4 separate regions of the Mus musculus genome follow, and regions 1, 3 and 4 are each linked to region 2. The links are chromatin contacts, called in public Micro-C and promoter capture Hi-C maps. All regions are on one chromosome and are shown on one strand. Each heading gives the region's core, a stretch centred on a gene start, on an enhancer-like site or on the middle of the called end of the contact. The rest is flanking DNA. Distances are from core to core; before and after follow the strand shown. Region 1 holds the start of Socs3 (suppressor of cytokine signaling 3). Region 2 holds the start of 2810410L24Rik (RIKEN cDNA 2810410L24 gene). Region 3 holds the start of Pgs1 (phosphatidylglycerophosphate synthase 1). Region 4 holds the start of Tnrc6c (trinucleotide repeat containing 6C).

What was found. Promoter capture Hi-C pulls out the DNA fragments that hold promoters and counts their contacts. A called contact is a pair of places that touch in the nucleus more often than the background predicts.
Region 1: a contact with region 2 is called in a Micro-C map of embryonic stem cells, with 2.7 times the contacts expected there. The contact joins the promoter of Socs3 here to the promoter of 2810410L24Rik in region 2. A contact is called at or near these places in 1 of 484 Hi-C or Micro-C datasets (embryonic stem cells) and 1 of 115 datasets of contacts at active chromatin or transcription factors (embryonic stem cells).
Region 3: a contact with region 2 is called in a promoter capture Hi-C map of pre-B cells, with 2.4 times the contacts expected there. The contact joins the promoter of Pgs1 here to the promoter of 2810410L24Rik in region 2.
Region 4: a contact with region 2 is called in a promoter capture Hi-C map of pre-B cells, with 5 times the contacts expected there. The contact joins the promoter of Tnrc6c here to the promoter of 2810410L24Rik in region 2.

What each region holds. Positions count from the first base shown.
Region 1 is chr11:117,968,085-117,972,943 of GRCm38.p6, reverse strand. Socs3 (suppressor of cytokine signaling 3) reads left to right here and starts at 3,578. Exons shown (of 2, transcript NM_007707.3): 1 at 3,578-4,069; 2 at 4,626-4,859. The coding sequence starts at 4,714.
Region 2 is chr11:120,186,193-120,191,470 of GRCm38.p6, reverse strand. It overlaps 2810410L24Rik (RIKEN cDNA 2810410L24 gene), which reads left to right and starts at 1,615. Exons shown (of 3, transcript NR_030682.1): 1 at 1,615-2,031; 2 at 2,795-2,982; 3 at 3,720-4,821. It also overlaps Gm9734.
Region 3 is chr11:117,985,179-117,990,202 of GRCm38.p6, reverse strand. It overlaps Pgs1 (phosphatidylglycerophosphate synthase 1), which reads right to left and starts at 3,346. Exons shown (of 10, transcript NM_133757.2): 1 at 3,190-3,346. The coding sequence starts at 3,323.
Region 4 is chr11:117,652,578-117,657,550 of GRCm38.p6, reverse strand. Tnrc6c (trinucleotide repeat containing 6C) reads right to left here and starts at 3,262. Exons shown (of 22, transcript NM_198022.2): 1 at 2,865-3,262.

The sequences.
Region 1 (4,859 bases), core at 2,329-4,828, 2.2 Mb after region 2:
GCTTAGACTGGCCTCAAATTCCGTAGGTTCAGATGACCTTGAACTTCTGGTCCTCCTGCCTCTACCTTTTGATCTCAGGGATTAGAGACCTGAGCCAGTTTGAATTCTAAGCGGGTTAGATCTGGGAGGCTGACCTTGTAGAGATCAGCCAGGCCTTATACCCTATTTAACATCTTCCTTAAGCTTTTAAAGTCCTAGCTCATACCCTTCAAAAGGTTGGGCGGGATGAGAAGATTAGCTTTCTGAATTATGATCTTAGGCCCTATATAGGGCCTTCACTAGGCCGCTAAACTCAGCCCCTTCTCTAAGCTCAGAGCCCCTTCCCCTCTAAGCTCAGAGCTGTTTGTCTTCAAAGCCTACACATGGAAGGAATTTTCTTTGTTCTGGGCTCTCACTGCTGGGTCTTATCTCAGCTTTTCCCAAGGCAGGCAGCCATTATGAAAAGACCTGGTCACCTAAAATCCACCTCAACGCCTCTCTACAGAGCCTGGAAAAAATCTTCAATATCTAAAGTAGTTGAGCCAGGTGTGGTGCTTCACGCCTTTAATCCCTGGTTGAAGGGGGTGGAGGTAGGTGGAGGCAGGAGTTTCAAGCTAGCTTTGTCTACAGAGCCAGTTCCATGACAGCTAGGACTACACAGTGAAACCCTACTTGGGAAATAGGAGGCAGGAACTGAGGATGGAGCCTAGGACTTCCTGCATGCTAGGCAAGCATTCTAGAAAGTGGGCAACATCTGAAGCCTCAAAGGTACTGTGCTAAGCACCTTAGTCCCCACAGCAACACAGGGGAGGCATTCTCATCAGGTCAGCTAACACACAGTGACATCACAGAGTCACTGAGCAGTGGAGCCACAGAACAGCTGAGGTTCCTAAAAGCATGCATGACACCCAGCTTACCCACCCATCTCAGGCCACAGCAGCCTGAGAGAGCAGAAGAACACCTGCTGGTCCTGTCCCACCTCTCCTCTTCAAACAGCCCCACATCCTCCAGTTTTGCTCTGGGTGGAGCTCCCTGCTGGCCCTGCAGAGGGAAGGCTCTCCTAAGCATCATCTATCAGAACGTCTTCAAAAAAAAAAAAAAAAAAAAAAAGCCTCTCCAGCCAGGCTAGCTCTAACACCATTTCTTCCCCTTCCCCTCTCTCAAATTCACTTATCTTTTTTTTTTTTTTTTTTTTTTTTGGATTTTTGAGACAGGGTTTCTCTGTATAGCCCTGGTTGTCCTGGAACTCACTTTGTAGACCAGCCTGGCCTCGAACTCAGAGATCCACCTGCCTCTGCCTCCTGAGTGCTGGGATTAAAGGCGTGCGCCACCACGCCCGGCTAAATTCACTTATCTATTTAATGTATATAGGGTATAGGCTGCCCTTGAACTCACAAAGATCTGCTTGCTTTGCTTCTGGAATACTAAAGGTGTGTGCTACCATCACAGGGACCAAGATTTATTTTAATTCTGTATATGTGTGTGTGTGTGTGTGTGTATGGGGGGTGCACATGAGTACAGATTCCCTTGGAGGCCTGGGGTGGCTTAGGACTGGGGTTACAACAGTTGTGACCCATCCTACATAGGTCCTGGCACCAACACCCCCCCCCCCCCCCCCCGTCTTCCAGAAGTGCAGCAGGTGTTCTTAACTGCTGAGCCAGCAATCCAGCCCCTGACTTCCCTCTCTTACTTAAGAAGCTATCACAGTGTCTCACTGGGTCACAATCATGACTAGTCCTTGCTCATGGCCCACAGCCTCTTCCCCACTGTGGGTTTTGCCCCGCAGCTCTGCCGCCCCAGCGCTGCACCCGAGGCCTGACAGAGCCAGGCACGAAGTCAGGGTTTGTGGAATGGATGAATGAACTTGACTCGTGGCAGAGCATTGTAATTTACAAAGCACTTTCCCATCCATTAACTCCAGGGCTATTTCCTAAGAGTCCTCCCTGTCCTCCACTGCCCTCGGCTCAGAAGCATACGGTCAAGGCAGTGGCTGGGGAACACTCCCTGAATGAGATCAAGGAGGGCTTGTTCACAGAGAAAGGGAGAATCCATTTGGGGAGCCTGAGAGTGACTCGAAGGCAAGGACTGGGCCTCACCTGTGGGATCTCCATCTGTGAGCATCTGCTCATCAGACCAGTGTGAGATATTTTAAATAAGGCCCCTAAGCCTCTTGACTACTGGAATTGCCAGGGGCGGGGGACAGATGGGCACCCATCCCTATTTAACAGATAACAAGACTGAGTCCAGAGAGGCAGTGCACCTGCCCTGGTCTCTCTTAGTTCCTCAGCATCAGTGGAGCAGATTGGACACAGTGGGCCAGAAGGGAAGCAGGCAGCCCTCCCTCCTAGCCCAAGCTACTCTGTGTAGTCAGTTTGCCCTCCTACTGGTGTTACAAGAAGCCTGTGGTATCCAAGAGGGCAGGTCAGAAAGCCCACTGAGAGCAGACACTGTGTGTCACTTAGCTGGTTCTCAGGTGGCTGCCACTTCCTGCTGCCTGTTGCAAAACTCGACACTAGGCCTTTATAGATACTCACGTGACCAGGAGTAAACAACCTTTCACCTCAATCACCTGCTCTTATCAATACTCCCTCTCCACCCCACCATCGGGAAAGTTCAGACACCTTAAAACGTAGAGGCAAGAGAGGGTCCATTCTGACACCTCAGCGACTTTCAGGCAGTGGCTGAACCCGTTACAACGCTCTGTGGACAGTCCTCCTAGTCGACATTCCTTCTCAGGTTTGACCCTGTCCTGGGAAGTGAGGCTTCTCTCTCTGGGTTCCCCACTCCTGTTCTTGAATAAGGAGCCCCACAACCTCTTATTCTCTCTATACAGAGCCTGGGAAACAGCAAAACTCGGCTCGCCTACAAGACTCCAGCGCGCCCTCTGGTGGACTCGGGGGACGAGCATGGGATGAGGGTTTCTTTCCTCTAGCTCCCCCACCGCGCCGAGAGTACCTGGGCGGACCCACAGTTCGCCACGCAGGTTGGGAGGCCCAGATGAGTGATAAGGTAGTAGTTAGCTGCTCCTCCCACCCCACTCCCCAAAGGACATCAGCACCCACGTCTGTCACCGAAGAACCAGGCAATGGGCGGATGAGCTGAGGCCAGGTAGCTGCTTCTAAGTCAGTGTCTCCTCCACTTCTGGATCTCACAGCTTCATCTTTTGGACCTGTCTACAGGTAAATGTCGCGCATCCCCCTCCTCCACTTCCTAGGTCCCCAGTGGGCTGGTGGCTGAATGGTCCTACGTCCCTTTTGGTTGGCACGGGATGCTTGGAACTGTACATGAGGACCTCGGAGTGGCCTGGGTGCAGAGGGAGGGGAGCGTCCCCGCGGGGATCAAAAGAAAGGGAAGGGGTGCCAGGAGGGAGCCTCTCCCGGCTGGCCTCCTAGAACTGCCCGCGCGCTCCCATCGCGACGCCCCCGCCTCTGCCAGAAACCAGCCTTCTTAGAAGGGAGGGGGGGGAAAGTGTGAATGAGAAGTTGGGGGCGGAGCGCGCGGGGGAGGGGCCGCTGCCAGGAACGCTCGGCCAAGGCTGGCGCCGCGCCCGCCGGTCGGGCAGCCTCGCGCCGCGCTTTGTCTCCCTCTCGGTGAGTCTCGGCGGGTCCTGGAGGCCCCAGCTCCAAGCCCGCCCTCCGCGGCCCCTCCCTCGCCCTCCGCGCACAGCCTTTCAGTGCAGAGTAGTGACTAAACATTACAAGAAGACCGGCCGGGCAGTTCCAGGAATCGGGGGGCGGGGCGTACTGGCCGGGTAAATACCCGCGCGCGCGGCCTCCGAGGCGGCTCTAACTCTGACTCTACACTCGCCTGCTCTTACGACCGCTGTCTCTCCGGGCTCCCGGACGCCCCCTTCCCGGCCCAGCTCTCCGTCGAGGTCCCTCGCCCAGGTCCTTTGCCTGATTCGCCCAGGAGTGCGCCTCATCGGCCCGGGGAGCAGCGAAGCCAGAGGGGGCGCACGCACGGGGAGCCCCTTTGTAGACTTCACGGCTGCCAACATCTGGGCGCAGCGCGAGCCACTGCTGGCCGCCGCCTCGCCTCGGGGACCATAGGAGGCGCAGCCCCAAGGCCGGAGATTTCGCTTCGGGACTAGGTAGGAAGGAGGGGCGCGGTGTGGGGAAGGGTGGGGGCCTCGGTCCAGCTCGGGAGCTTTTCCCGGTTTCTCCTCCCCTTCCCGGGTCATTCCCGGTAGGGAGGGGACGAGGTAGGGGGCAGAGCGGATGAGAACCGAAGATCCCTGATTCCCGTCATACTCAGACTGGGGCCCTCGGGTTTCTCCTGTCCCCTCTCTCACATATCTCGGGTTTGGCACCCCCCTTTTTTCGCCCTCGCCACTGAGGACACCGGACTGAGAGGCGCCCTGAGCGTCCCTAGGGCTCTTGTGTCTCTCCCCATCCTGGCCGCGCTCCTGGAGACCCAACTTCCACGCGCGAGTTTTCTCTGGGCGTCCTCCTAGGGCGGGCAGGGGAAGAGACTGTCTGGGGTTGGCCGGCAGTGACCGAGGACAGTCGAGTTCCGCGAGGTGGCTGGGCCTGAGACACGGTCTAAAGCGGGGCAAAGGGGTGCCCCGGGCGCTAGGCGGAGGCTGGAGGGCCGGGCACGCTGGAGGGTTCCGGGCACTCACGCGCCTCACGCTTTGCTCTCTGCAGCTCCCCGGGATGCGGTAGCGGCCGCTGTGCGGAGGCCGCGAAGCAGCTGCAGCCACCGCCGCGCAGATCCACGCTGGCTCCGTGCGCCATGGTCACCCACAGCAAGTTTCCCGCCGCCGGGATGAGCCGCCCCCTGGACACCAGCCTGCGCCTCAAGACCTTCAGCTCCAAAAGCGAGTACCAGCTGGTGGTGAACGCCGTGCGCAAGCTGCAGGAGAGCGGATTCTACTGGAG
Region 2 (5,278 bases), core at 366-2,865:
CCTGACTTGTCTCCCAGGCACTCTTCTTGTTCTCTAGTTGTAATGGATTTTAAAACTTTTCTATCATTTCTAGGGCTTGAGGGTGGGAAGAGAGGCTATTAGGAATTATCTTGACCACTATCTTGATTCAATCCCTCTTGGTCTAAAAAAAAAAAATCAGTTTGTGTCCACCCTGGGGTGCTTAATCCCTGGGAGCTGAACTTCAAGGTCGATTTGATCACCACGTCTGTGGTTTGCAACCATAGCCGGACAAGTCCTAGATCCTGAGTGCTGCAACTTGCCCTTCAGTTAGCTACAGGCCCTCTCAGGATCCCTGGACTTCTGAAAAGAGGAATTTCAAAACAGAGCCATAAAGGTGGCTGAGTACTGCCTTCAGCAACAGGGAATTAGATGTTAGCTTCTGTGACAACCTCCTGGGAGATGCTGGGATTGATAGCGCTCAGGTGGAGCCCTGCAAATCCAGGGTTGTAATGTACCTCATTTACCTCCGGGGCTCATTTTACCATCGGCGGCACCAGATTACAGCCCCTACATCAGGTGGTTGTTTTCCTTTTCTTCTTGGTTTGCGGATTTCACTTGGAGCCAAGATGCAGAAAGGGAGAAAAGGTTGGGAAACACCTCCAGGTCTGAGACCAGGACAAGGCGGTGAACTCAAGAGGAGACACCTGCCTGCTCCTGTAGGTATGGCTTGGCTCTTGTTTGTCTCCTGCACTTGCTGCCCTGGCGTGGCTTGGGGCACACTTGAGATGTATCTTTCCCTGTCTGTCTGGGGCAAGCCAGCAACAGCTCTCTGGCCGTGGTCCACTTTAGCCTGAATATTTTTCAGCACTCGATATTTCTCCGCTCAGAAAGCAAATGAGTCGCTGCCCACTAAGGTGGTCCTGGGGCAGTGGCCCCCAATCCTGTAGTCCTTCCTGAGAGGGCCTATGCACCTCTGCCCCTGAACTCAGAGACGCCTTGAAAGCTGAACATCACATTATTACCACTCGATCTCAGAGAACCTTCCTGACTTCTGGGGATGTTGCACACCCTGAATTTCAAAGTTCAAGGCACTGCGTGTCCCGGGTGCAAGGGGCCATTCTAAAATCAAATCCCCTGGGGCTTCCTCTCCCTAGAGTCCAGATATGATTCCCTTACACTTCCTTCCGGATTTGGGGGCATCTTTCCAGATAGTGGAAAGGAATCCAAAATTTGTAATTCCACGGCGGAGCCAGCTCGAAGCTGCAGACACTCTCGGCCTCAGAGCCCAGATCCTGAAAAGCTTACCAGTTTACCGTATCTTCTCGGGGAAATAGACCCTCCTCTTCGGCCACACCTCCTGGATCATCTATTGGCCAACCTGAGCACCGCCCACGCGATGCCATTGGTTTGCACCGGCTGCCCAGACAAAGGGAGCGGCCGCTGCGGGAGGCGATGGGGCGGGGCTAGGCGGAGGCGCTGGGGCAGGCGGGGACGCTGCCCTCATGGAGGCGGGGCGGGGGCCTCCACGTGGGTGGGGCTGGGCGCCCTCCCCACCCCCACGAGGGCCGCGGCCGTGGGGCGCTGGTAGCTCTCCCGCCCCTCCGCCCTGCACCCCTCCCGCCCTAGGGCTCTTTCCTGGACTGCGGCTGCAGCCTTCTCTTCCCGGAGGGCTCAGAGTTCGTCCCCTTTTCGCGATTGGGAACGTGGACACGCCGGAGCCTGGATGCAGAAGGGCGCGCGGGAACAGGGAGCTGGTGCGCGAGCCGCAGCCCAGCGTCCAGGCCGCCCCACTCTCTGCTGATCCAAAGGACTAGGGAAACCCTGCGCGCCGACGGTGGCCTGGACGTTGGCGCGGGCCCTGGCGCTAAAAAACGGATCCCATTTCCAGAAAGGCGGGCCGGGTATCCCGCTCCTGCCTCCTGGAGAATTAGCTCGGCGGAGGTCGACCAGCCGGGTAGGGAGGGAGGGATGGAGGGACAGGCCTAGGGTCGACCAGCCGGATAGGGAGTAGCTTCTGGGAGCTCCCTTGCCTACGGAGGGCCGGTGAGGCTGCCCTCAGAGCGCCGCCAGGTACGTGCTTTTTCCTTGTTTCCCGCGCGCCCAGAGCACACTCTGGGGAGGGAAGGAATAAAAACCCAGCTGGTGTGTAGGAGATTTTCGCACCAAACGTGTCTTTCTGAGGGGTCCTGGGACGGTAGCCGAACTCGGGGTAGCCTCCTGAGCTGTATTCTGGAATCCCTACTGGGCTCTCCACCACCCGTAAGACGGGCTTGGAGCCAGTTCCTGTGGAAATGCGCGTCACTTTCTTCAGAGGCCCACGAAATTCATCCAGGACTCCATGGGTACTACAGCAAGATGGCTCTGTTTCGAAGTGGTTCATACAGTTATCCCCCAACCCGGAAACCTAGAATTCTCGTTTTCTGAACCGGGATGTTTACTTTAGGGAAACCTGGTCTTGGCTTCTGCTGCGCGCCGGGTGTCTAGGAACGAATCCCTCCTGGATCCGGGAACCCCAGATTTGCGGGGTTAGGAGATACCCTCAGAGTTGTGGTTTTTTGTTGGTGGTGGTTTGTTAAGAGCCTGGTAGCTGAACTGGAGCGGGCCCCGTCCCCTCCCCCATACCCACTTCAAACAAAAGAGCTCCTCCGAGAATATTTTTTAAGGGGAAAGCGCTTCTGAATGTGGACCCTCAGTTCTCCCCGCCCCCCGTTCCGAGGAAGGACAAGGGTTTTATATGTGTGTTTAAAACAAAGGCGAAGCTAGACGCGAGTTGCCGGGAAAGGGCCGCTTTTATTTTAAAGTTCTTGAAGAATTCACTTTCTTTTCTCCCAAGTTAGCTGCAGCTGAGCCAGAAGCGTCCCCACTGGCTTACCCGATAGTGGGATTTTACACGGTGTCGGCTAAGGGTGGCTTTGTGAGAAGACCATTTCAGAAGAAGAAACGGGGCTCTGGCTGGTGGGGTAGAAACCCCTATGGAATGAAAAGTACTCCCAGTCTCTTTGAGGAAGATTGCAAAGTAAGGTGGGTTGTTTTTCTTTTGTCCCATCCTTCCCACCCCTTAAATTAGAAGAAAAGGCCCCCAAGCGTGCAGCACCAGGTGGACGTTTGGAAGCTGCGAGTGGAATCTCGTTTAAAAACTTCCGGCCCCACGCACACCAAGTATCCATCTTCGTCGTAGTTGGGGTGAGGAAGAGTGTGACTTCCCTACCCAGAGTCTGGTTGAGCACGGATCCCGCCGAGGAGAGAAGGGTCCCGGCCGGGGGGAAGGTCCCTCTTTCTGGGACAAAGCGATCCTTAATTGTGGCCACCTTCCAAAGTCCGGGGCGAATTCGCTACGCGCGTCTGCCCGGGCGGCGCTTGGTGGGTAGTCCCGCTTCCACCAAAACTCTGTGTTTCCTTTCTCTCAAAATAAAACTCAACAAGCCATAAAGCTTCCGACGCCGGTGGAGAAGGCGCCGCGGATTTATGGCCCCTGAATTCCCTACTCTCTAATTATCCTTGTTTTTACTTGACTTATGGGTAGTGACCAATAAAATCATTTTCCATTTTGGATTTTTTTTTTCTCTCTGGCTAACATGAAAAATTCAAGTTGCGCCCTTCTCTCACCCGCTTGGACAAACCTTTTTTCTGAACGGGGTTGGGGATAAAAGAACCCTGCCTCCATCTTTCGCCTCTACTGAGGGCTGTCCTGTCTCCCAATTCCCCGATTAATTGCATTTAGGGGAGAGCTGCCTCCACCCCTTCTCCCTCCACTCTAGGGCCTTTCTGCGGATCTTTCCCTAGAAACCCCGCTGGGCTCCGGCTCTGAACAGCACCGGAGGACTGCAACGCCCACCCAGGCCCTGCTGCGGGTCTCCGGTGGCCTCAGCTCCTGTCGGGTAACCTCCCTAGGCCTCCCGGAACGCTCACCGGAGCTCGAGCCTTTGGACGTTCAGGGGGCTCCAACTTTATGTGGGGATCCCCGGACCGCCAGTGCCTGCCTCCCCACCCCCCACCCTCATCCCTTTGTTCGCCTCTCCGGACACCGAGTTGAAGGCAGGAAAAAAAAATAATTAGATGGAAATCAAAGATTAGACGGGGTGCGCTGGCCGCCAGGGCGAAGCCAGCCCAACACTCCGCCGGCGCCTCATAAATCTTTTTCGCAGGCCTGACAAAAGCCACGTCCTCCAGTTCCCTGGGAATCTAGAAACTTATCGATCTCCTCGACGTCCCCCAGACACCCCTCTTTGGGATCGAGGACGGAGAGTCCTTGGTGACCCCCCCCCCCACTTATGTCCAGCCCAGGACGTCCCAGCCCAATCCCGGAGTTAATTAATTTTCAGAAGTGGAAGAAGGTGTCAGAGGGAGAGATACCGACCTGGGCCCAACCCCCTCCCAGGAAGGGCAGCAAATATCCAAAACCCGTTTGTAAAACCAAAGAAATGTTAGGGTGCCACGTTTCCCTTGCTCCAGCTGCCTGGAAGGATGTATTCTGAGAAGGGTGAGGGGCAGCTTAACCCCTCCTTGGCGACTCCTTTGTCTGGTCCAGCCATTTCTGGAACCAGCGGGGCGCCTGGGACTGGGGTGTAGAAGCCAGGCTCCCAGGCGCTGGTCCCGCAGGTGTGACGCACGCTGCTGTTGTGGGTCCGAGCCACGGGTGTGTGCGGTCCACGTGCGATCCACCCGGGATTGCACCCGAGAGCCCTCCGCCGGAACAGTTGAGCACTTGCGGAGTCGTGGTGCTTTTAGAGTTTTTAAAAACTTGAATTAATTGGGGGAGTAGAGTGCTTTCCGACGCGAATGGAGGTGTCTTAAAAATTATATCCCATTGTTGAACCAGTTGTTTCCGATCTTAGGTATTAAAGAAATGTTGCCACATTTAATTTTGGTTGCCGTGAGATAGAGAGGGGAGCCCAACATTTTGCAGTAATTTGATAAGCCTTCAAGTAGCAGATCCGAAAGGGAGGCTGGCGGCCCAGGTATAGTTTCTTTATAACCTGAATTTACAATGAAAGCATTCTCCTTTATGGATATAATAGATTAGATTTCACAACTTAATTCTCTGCAATGGCTCCGTTTAAGGGAGCTCCGGCTGATTTTATTACGCCAAGCCAAATTGGATGCTTGTGGTCTTAACGAAAAGTGATTGTGACATAAAATATATAATTTTAAAGTAAAAAACCAACGGGTTCGACCCTGCCCCCTCCCCCCTCCCCCTTTCTCCTAACCCCTGCTCCTTATTCCCCAGTTTGGGAAATAGGGGAATCATGGGTGTTGGTTGGTTTCTGCCTGGAAGTTTAGGCGACCCGGGCCCGGGCGGTGGATTGGCGGCCTGGAG
Region 3 (5,024 bases), core at 2,097-4,596, 2.2 Mb after region 2:
AATAAGAAACGATTTTCTCATTTAAGTCTCTATGGGCACCTCCTAGCCTGAGAGGAAACCACGCGGTGAAGAACCGCTCCTCCTGCTGGCCGCAAGGATTCACCAAGTCCCCGATGACTGAGTCAGACTGGCAAGCCAGAATCTAAAATAAGTTAAGCTCATGACTACACAGAGCTATTATCAATGAATCAGTGATCAGAGAATTACAAGAAACCACACCATTCGGGGAATGAGGAATTGGGAGGTGCAGTGGAACAATGGAGAAGAATCGAAAGCCAGCAGCTGACAGTCAGTGGCCACAACTGACATAAATAATGCCAAACACCAAGGCCCCGGAGAACCAGAAAAAGCTGCCAGCCAAACAAGGCAGAGGTGGGGGACAAGACCCGCAGGGTCACCCATTGGTGGAAACACCAACCCCAGCCCCTACCCTGAGAACTGTAAAACAAAGAGCTTCTGAACACACAGCAAAGAACTCGAGTCCTAGACTGACTGTCACAAGTCTGTCACTCAACCCCCAGCCCCACTCAACTGTAGACTTAATCCTTCGGTTTAGAAATACGGAGCCATGAGTACTGCAAAGATTTTGGGGAAGCTGAGCTGCGTGTGGTAGCACATGCTGGCAGTTTCAGAGCTCAGGGGATGGCAGGAAGATCAGGAGTTCAAGGCCACCCCAAGAGAATGAAATCCTGTCTCAAAGAAACATGAGTCACGTAAGAAGTCTACAGAGACTACCCTCACTGCCACACCACACCTGCCATCCCCCATCCAGGAGCTAAGGCCACCCTTAACAACATAGCGGGCCTGAGTCAGGCTGGGCTACATTCAACCCTGCCTCAGAAAAATTAAAAAAAAAAAAAGAAAGAAAAATTAAAGATACAACTTGATCTACGTAGAAGTTCTAGGACAGCCAGGGACACAGACTGAGATCCTGTCTCAAAGGAACATTCATGGGCTGGAGAGGGCTCGGGGGTTACGAGTGTCCACTGCTCCTGCAGAAGACTTAAGTCTGATTCCTACAAGTGCATTTAACTTTAGCACCAGGGACTCCAATGTCCTCGTCTGACCCCCAAGGGTTCCTGCATCATACGCACCTACACATGGAAGCACACATAACTGCAAATAAAAATAAAATCTTGGGCTGAGTGTGGTGGCCACACCTTTAATCCCAGCACTCCATGGCATAAACCAGTAGGTCTCTATGAGTTTGAGGCCGGCCTGGTCTACATAAAGAGTCAAGCCAGCCAGCTATAAAGTAAGAACCTGTCTCAATCAAACTAACAAAATCTTTTTTTTTTAATTTTTTAAAGGGAACAATGAAATACTTCAACAAGTAAAGTTGCCTGCAACCAAGCCCAAAGACTTGTGTTCAATAATTAGGATGCACATATGGGCACACAACAAAGCTTTTCATTTAAAAAAAAAAAAAAGATAAAGCAGGAGTTGAAAAGCAAGGTGCACTCCTGTCATCCCTGTGCTCGGGAGACTAAGGAAGGAGGACCCAGTGCGCCAGGCTAACCTGGGCTACAAAGCACACACACTAGGGCAGAGGGTGGGGGGAGGGTAGCCCAGTTGGTAAAGTTATCTAACTGCCTAGCATACACAAGGCCCTGGAAATGTCCCCTATCTAGCCCATGAAATTGGGCACAGTGACACATGCTGGTAAGACTAGCACTTGTAGACAAATGGGCCATTAATTCATAACCATCAGCTACAAAGGATATTCGAAAGTAACCTGAGGTGAGGCCCTGTCAGGCCTAGGGGCACAGCTCCATGTAGAGTGCTTGCCTATCCAGAATTTGATACCCAGTGGTATAGGGGATATAGTTCATGTAGGTTGCCTGAGCCCCCTTCAGAGATCAGCACCAAAGCTGAACAATGAATACTGAGGTTTACAAACCAAAAGGAAATCAACAAAGCTTCCTAAACTGCTCCTCTTTCAGGCAGAACTTTTGAAACCTAACATTTTTCAGTGGTCTGGTGCCCTGATGTAATAAGCGTCACCTGATTCTACCGTCCAATCGAATGGCTGGGGGAAAGAGCCATTCTGATCAGCAGGCAACCTGAGATAAGACTGCCTGTCTGCCTTGATTCTGTCATTCAGTAGGTCCTCTAAGTCTAATTTGTGCTTGGGTTGGCAAGCTCCCTGTTACTCTGTAAATCAATGACCCACATCTAGAACCAACGCAGGTGACTGCACCTCAAGCCATCTAGAGACAAGATCTTACCCACAGATCTTACTCACAGAACCAGAATGGGCCATTACAGCTCACACCTGGGAGTCAGCATTGGACATGAGGCAGGAGAATCAGGAGTATTAGGCTAACCTGAGTTACTCAATTTAAGGCCAGTATAGATACATGAAACTGTGTCTCTAAAAGAACTGGGGGTCCAGCGAGTTTGCTGCCAAGCCTGATGATCCGATTTCAATCACTTCAACTCACGTGGTAAAAGAGAACCGACTTCCCCTACCACCACCTGAGCACACAGTCATTATTTTAATTGTTTTATTTATTTTAAAGAGAGAGAGGAGGAGCTGAGATGTGGCTCAGTGGTAAAGCACCTGCCTTGTGTGCATGGAGTTCTGGGTTTGGGCCCCAGCATTTGAAGAAAAAGAAAACGAAGTCTCTAAACATATCCACACGAGAGAATATCACACACAAACACACAATCTCAATATCTATCTCGCGCGCTCCTGAAAATTAGCAATAGCATCAGGCCTCTTGGTTGAGCCTGTTCTTGGCAAATGTTTCCTTTAAAGGACCACTGCCTGAACAAACTGCTTCAAAGCTTCCCTCACCGCTTACACAACCCACTTCAGTACTTTTCCAGAAACAAGCCTTTCGAACGCGCGCAGAAAGAGTTTCGAGTGTTTCCTCTTCACGGGCCTGAGTACCGATTGAGTCAGGATTGAGAAATGTCTCCGGCAGGATGTGAGGAAGCCAGCCTGCACCGGGTCCCCGCAGGGCTGATTCACTCCGGCCAACTCACCGCTCTAACCCCGACTGCCACACTCACGCCCCGAGCCCGGAGCACAGCAGCCTTGGCCCCAGGGCCGGGCCGCAGCCCCGAGCTCGCCCCGGGTGGCTCCTGCACGGTGCACGCCCACGGGGCTCCTGGCTGAGCCGCCGGCACGCGGGGAGACAGCGAGTCCCCCACCCCCCGCCCGGCCCTCTCGAGCGCTCTCACCTCCGGCGCCGGCGCTCCCGGCTCCTGCCCAGACGGTCGGAGAGGCGGCCCAGGAGCGCGGCCAGCCCGGGCCTGCCAGGCAGCAGGCCCAGCAGCCGCCTCCAGAACACCGGGCCCGCTGCCGGCGCCGCCATGGAGACCCGCCGCTTCCGCTTCCGGCGCGCGAGAACTTTATTGACAGTGCGAGCGCGAACAGGGAGCCAGCGCGCAGGCGCGGTAGCGGCAGTGACAGCTGCATAGGCTGTATTCCCTTGTCTTTGCCTCTCTGTATCCTTTCTGGGGCACCGCGTCGCGCCAGACAGGGAGCTCAAGGGCGGGAGGCATGGACTACAGTCCTAAGTTCACCTGATGGTCCAGGAGGGAGAATGCTGGTGACAGCTCAGCACCCCGAATCCTGTCAGATTAGCAGCTGCTGCCCTGCACTTTATGCTCATCTGCCTTGCTGTAAGAGGAGGGATGCTCAGCGACCAGACTACCTGTCAGACTTCCAGCTGCTACCCTGCGCTCACATAAAGGTCCAGGAGGATTAATAACAGCTCAGCGCCCGGAGTCCTGTCAGACTGATAGCTGCTGCCCTGCGACCTATGATCATCTGCCTTGTTCCAAGAAGAAGGAAGGATGCTCAGCGCAGACTTTCAGCTGCTACCCTGCGCTCACATATGAGAGTCCAGGAGGGAGAATAGCTAGTAACTGCTCAGCGCCTCAATCCTGTCCGTTTGACAGCTGCTGCCATGCACTCACATGAGGGAGCAAGGAGGAGGATGTCAGTGGCATCTTAGCACCTGTCACACTGACAGCTGCCGCCATGCGCATTAAACTCACCTGCATTGCTCCAGGAGAGAGGAAGCTAGTGATCATTCAGAGTCCTGACACCTGTCAGATTGATAACTTCCTGAGCCCTACGCCCTCAACTCACCTGCCTGGCTCCAAGAGGAAGGATTCTTGCAATAGCTCAGTGCCCAACACCTGTCAGATAGCCAGCCCCTGCTTTGTGCCCGCACTCGTGTGCATCATCACTCAGTTCAGCACCCTGAGGCCTGACCCTCCTCTGCCCCTGTCTGACTTTCATGCCCTTAATTCCTTCCCTGGCTCACATGCTCTGGGACTTAGAAGCTAGAAACATTGTAAAACAGTCATAATTCTCTTTACCCCAGAGATGATGGAGTTAAAGCTGTAACACTTGAACTAACATTCTGAATTTCACCTCCACCAAACTATTTCAGGAAAGTGAATGACACATTTCAAAAGAATATTTATCTCAGTCTTTCTCCCATTATTGAAAAGTGTGGAAACAGCCGGTGGTGGTGGTGGTGGTGGTGGTGCACGCCTTTAATCCCAGCACTGTGGAGACAGAGGTAAATGGATCTCTGTGAGTTCAAGACCAGTATGGTCTACAGAATGAGTTCCAAGATAACCAAGGCTACACAATGAAACCCTATCTTGAAAAACAAACAAAAAATCTCAGTGAAGGAGTTGGCTAGATACACTGTGGTGTATCAATACAATGGATGGCCATAGCTCCATGAGAATATGATACCCTAGAATAATATTTCATGGCATCACTTATAAAATTTACCAGGGGCAGGCAAAATGGCTCAGTAGATAAAGGTGCTTGCTGCCAAAGCTGACAACCAGAGTTTCAACTTCAAAACATATATAGTAGGAAAGAGACTCAATTTGTCCCCTGACCTCCACATGTGCGCCATAGCATCTGTGTGCCTGCTGCTCCCACAAAATAAATGAGCATTCAGAAATTTAAATAAAAATAAAATTAAAAAGGAAAGTCCAGCCAGATGGTTCAATGGATAAAGGAGATTGCTGAGGAAATTGTCCTC
Region 4 (4,973 bases), core at 2,013-4,512, 2.5 Mb after region 2:
CTTCCCTATAAAGCTCCCTTCAATGAGGAAAAAGTTGCCTCTCACCCCAGTCCTGACTTCCTCCCTCCCAGGCTTAGTTCTGAGTGACAGTATTTGGAAGAACACACAATTACTTCAGTAAGGTCACTGCTTAACAAAAGGTGGCAGGAATGAGGAATTGTCCTTTAAAGTTTCAAATAATCTCCAAGTGCCTTGGCAACTTTTTAGCCAAGGATGTCAAATGAAACAATGAACCTTACTCCAGCACTCAACTCCTTATTCCAAAATGCCAAGTCAATTAAACATAAATATAAACCTATTAGAAAAGAACCCTTCTTATTAACCATATATCTGCTCCTTATGACAACACAAAACATAAAGAGGAAGACCAGCATTTACTAGAGTCCCTATAACCACCTAAACATTTAAACACCAGAATCAAAAGTGGAATTAAGATTAACCCTTTGCCAATCTTAGGGTCCAAACTGACAGCTTACTAGCACATGGGAGATCACTGTCAGATTGCTTTGGACAAGAAGCATGAGTTTAAATTCATAGTTTTAAAATCAGATCCATATAATTAAATCATATGTGTAGGATGCACAATTTAACTATTACTTTCTGAACTACTAATTTCTGATTACTCAAAATATAAAATAAAAATAGACTCTAAGAATCTTATGAAAACACAAGTACTAAGATAATTCGATAGGGAGAAAAAAAGTCTTTTCAGTATTGGTAAACGAAGTCCCAACTATTCAGACTCCCCCCATGAATAAAATCAATTTCGTCAATATAACAGAACCCTGTATTTTAGACACCTCATTTCCTCAATAAAAGCATCTTAACCACACTGAAATGTCCAAAGCAAGGCTCACCTCTTCTGTTCTGGGGGGGAAAAAAGGTGCCCTCTGCCAGCCAAGTTCAACTGGCTTGGGCTGTCTTATCTAACTCAGGATTTCATTTCCTAGGGAAAGAAGTCTGCAATCCAGGAATACAATTGTCAGCACCCCATATACAGTTCAAACTATCCTCTGAAGTCACTCAGGTCACATTTTTAGGGTCTGAACTAATTCACATAGTTATTCCAATCCAAAGACAGGAAATTGCATAAAATAACTGCATATACAGTCAGGTGCCATTCAGAGATGTGGTGATGAATAGACTATCTATACTGGCACAAGGCGGTTAACGTGCACACCAGACACCCAGAAAACAACCACTACCATCAGAACCTGGGCAGTACAATGGAGCAAAGGAGCCAGGAGACTCCGACGTGCAACTCCTTCAAGATGCCCAAGTTGGCCATCAATGGAGCACCATTTTGAGTTTTGAACCTATGTTTCACTCCCAGAAGCCAATGGGCAGACCACTCAAATGGAGGTTTCATCTGGCGAAGGCAAAGGTTGGAAAGAACTCAACTAATTACACACGGAAGCACCAGCACTGTCAGAAGTCTCAGAACGCCATAGGTGCAGCCGAGCCCCGCCGGCTCCTCCTCCTCCCCGGGCTCCCTCACAGCATCCCAGCACCATCCTTCATCAAGATTCCTCCAGCGACGCGCAGCGCGCGCGCCAACCGTCTCCTCGCCCGGCCAACGCACAGGGAGATGGGGGTGGGGGACAGCTTCAGGTCCACATCTGCAGGTTTTAACTGCTACGGAAGCATTCGCTACATCTCACCTACTTGGCGAAGCCGCGGACCAAGCTACCCTAAAAAAGCAGAGACGGCGTCGGGGCGCTCGGGTTTCCTTATCTGTTAACCCGGTCGAGGTAGCTGCATTGGCGGCGGTGGCGGTGCGTCTTCCTAGCACGCAAGCACTCCGCAATCCGTTTGCAACACCGTTACAAATAAATCCACCTCATTTCACAACTGTAGGGGGCCCTCGGGGTCGCCCATGGCTCACCAAACAACGCCACACTGCGGATCGGTGTATGCCACCCTTTGGGAACGCACGGTCTGCAGGGGACCATGCAAGGGGAGCGGGTATCATCCACCACTGCATTAGTTTTAAGAGAACGAGAGAGCGAGCGCGGGGGTTGGGGGGAACGGCTAAGTGTCCGACCCCTGGGTCCCCATCCCGATGTCGCACGCCCGGCCAGGAGCTCGCAGTCCGTGCCTCTCCTCCGCCCGTCAACCCCGGCCGGCGCCGCACGCGGGTAGCTCGGGGCCGCCGCGCTCCGGCTCGGCCGAACAAAGGGCCCGAAGACCTCCGGGCGCTGCGGCGGTGGCGCTCTCACCTGGGCTCCGTCCCCGGCGGCGGCTCCGCGGGGCTCCGGCGGCGCGGGCCTGGCGGTGGAGAGGTCGCTCTCGGCCGCCCGGGGCCCTCGGGGGCGCTCCGGCGGCGGGGGCCCGCTCAGTGCCGGCGCCGCAGGATCGAGTCCGGGCGCGGGCGGCGGGTGGGCGGCGGCACGTCCCGGCAGGTCCAGGTCCAGTGCCCGCGACGCCGCGACGCGCCCTGCTCCTAAGTCTCGGCGGGCCGCGGCTCGGACGCAGCCCGGGTCTGAGGCGGGGACGGCGATGGGCGGCTGGGCGCGGGGCCGCTCCGCTCCCTCCGCCTCAGGCTCCGGCTCGAGCGGGCCCGCGGCGGCGGCGGCGGGAGCGCGACGGCGCGAGGACCGCCTGTCACGGGGGCGGCCGGGGTGACCCGGCGGCTCTCAGGGCTGCACGGCGACGCGGACGGCGACGGCGGCTGCGGCTCCCGGGGCCGTCGCGCTGAGGTGCGGAGCTGCCACCGCGGCCATCTTGTTGCTCTAACTGACAAGAACCCCCCTCCCCCCGCTCCAGCCAGACGCGGCGCTCGCGCCCCCGGCCCCGCCCCGCGTGGGCCTCCAACAGGAAGTCGTACCGGCCCCCGGCACGTGACTCCCACCGCATCTGCATACCGGAGGGCGGAATGGCCAATCAGCGCCCTGATCCTGAGCTCCGCCTCCAGGCAGTGCTCCCGATCCCATTGGTTCGTCACGAAAAGACCACGCCTCCTCCTTCTCCCCTAATACCCGCCCGCGCTGTGGTCGTCCAGACCGCGCGTGGAGCGCGCGGGGGTGCGAGCTGCGCGTTCTTCACGCGCCTCGGACGCGCGCCTTTCCTCGGAGCTGACGCTCCTTCCCGGTCAATGCGGAGAGCCGTGCGGAATTCTCCCGTGGCCGCTTGCCTTCACGCTTTTGGGCACTGTGACTCCGCGTTAGCTTGCGCACCAAAGGGCCGCAGATTCAGTTCTGCGTAGCCGCCTCCGTTCTCCGGTTCTGCGCCCCGCCGTATCCCGGGTTTGCGCAGCGTTTTCGCCCGGCGGCGCTGGCCCTCTGCGCAGCGGCGCCCTGAACCTGGCGCACGCACTGGCGCGCCTCCGGCCCGTGCCGTGCACACGCCCTGTACCTCCCTACGGTGCACACTCGTACGTGCGCGGGACGCGGCCTAGAAGCTCGCTGCGCGCTCCTCGCGGCATCCTCTTGGCCCCCTCCTTCGCTCAGAGGCTCCCCGGGGATTGCTCTGACGCGAGCCAAACAATCCCGGCTGCAAAGCAGCCCCCTGGGGAGGCCTGCTTTCCCCGCAGCTACTCCACCCTACAGCGAACGCAACCTGCCCACCCCAAGCCCTGGGCTGAGACTACACACCCCGCATTTTCTTCCTGGCTCTGGGAAGCCCGCGGTGGTCCTCCATTCTTTGGCTCCTCCTTGGTATACATATACGTAATAATCTGGTGGGTAAGGTCCGAAGCACTGTGCGCTCCGTAGAGTCCCTTTCAAGTTTCTGTTCAAGCCACGGGAAGATTTTGAAAGCTCATATTTTTCTCCACAGAGGGTGATGGAAGGAGCCTAATTCCTCTCCACCACCACTCCCGACCCTGATGTTCTGGTAGATCCGCGATGCTTCTGAAAGTTGTCAGTGCTGTAAGAGGCCATTCCCTGTCTATGTGTTCCCGTCTGGAAGAAGAGACAACGCTCTAGTAGTACCTTCGAGATGCAGTTTTGCTGCCGCCAGTGTCATGTTTTGAAATGTTTGTGGAGAAAAGGGACACAACAGACTTGCTGCTCTCGTTTCCCTTCAGGGTCCCGTGAGCTCTGTACACTCCTTTCTTTCTATTATATTTTAAGCCTTCTGGTCGTCAGATTTACTTACTCTCCGAAGTCGGCTTCAAACGTCTGTTGTGTATTTTTCATCCTGCAAACCCATATCCCCTAGAAAGATCTGATGGCAGATGTGGCTCTCACAGAGACTTCTGCCTTTTCTATTCAGCATTTTATTGACTTCAGTTTAATTCTTGACTGCTGAGAACCTGTATCTTTTGTGTCTCAAAAGTCCAGATATTATCACATGATCCAGGAAGGAGCACAAATAGCATCCTGCAGTTACACAGCATGCACTAGGTAGATTGCTAAATCCATGAGGAGCCCAGAGTCTGGGTGCAAACAACACTGTAAAACTTCAGTTATTGGAATATTGAACCAAAATGACGTCATTTAGCATTTGTCCTTGCCATTCATTGACTTTGTGACCATGACCTCTCCTCTCTTCCAGCTTTCTTTGTGATCGTCCCCTCCCCTCGAGCTTACTTAGCCTGGCACAATAAGGATCTCTTCCTACCTTAGATATCCTAACACCACTAGAAAAGGTGGGCTATATCTTTTGGAATGAAAATTAGACTCATAGTTTGGAATATGGACTTGTGGTGGTAGAAAGAATATTTGAGGAAGAGGGGTGTACCTCAGAGGTAAAGTGTCAGCTGAGCATGTTCAAAGCACTGGGGTCATTCCCTGGTGCTGGTGTATCTGAGCACACGCGCACACACACACACACACACACACACACACACACACACAATTTAAAAGCCTGGCATAGTAGCACATACCAGTAATTTCAGTGCTGAGGGAGCAGAAACAGATTCCACAGGCTCCTTATCCAGTCTGCCTCATTTAATTGGCAAGTTCCAGGCCAGTGAGAGATCCTGACCCAAAAACAAGGTGACTGGTAGATGTGATGCACATCTTTAATCT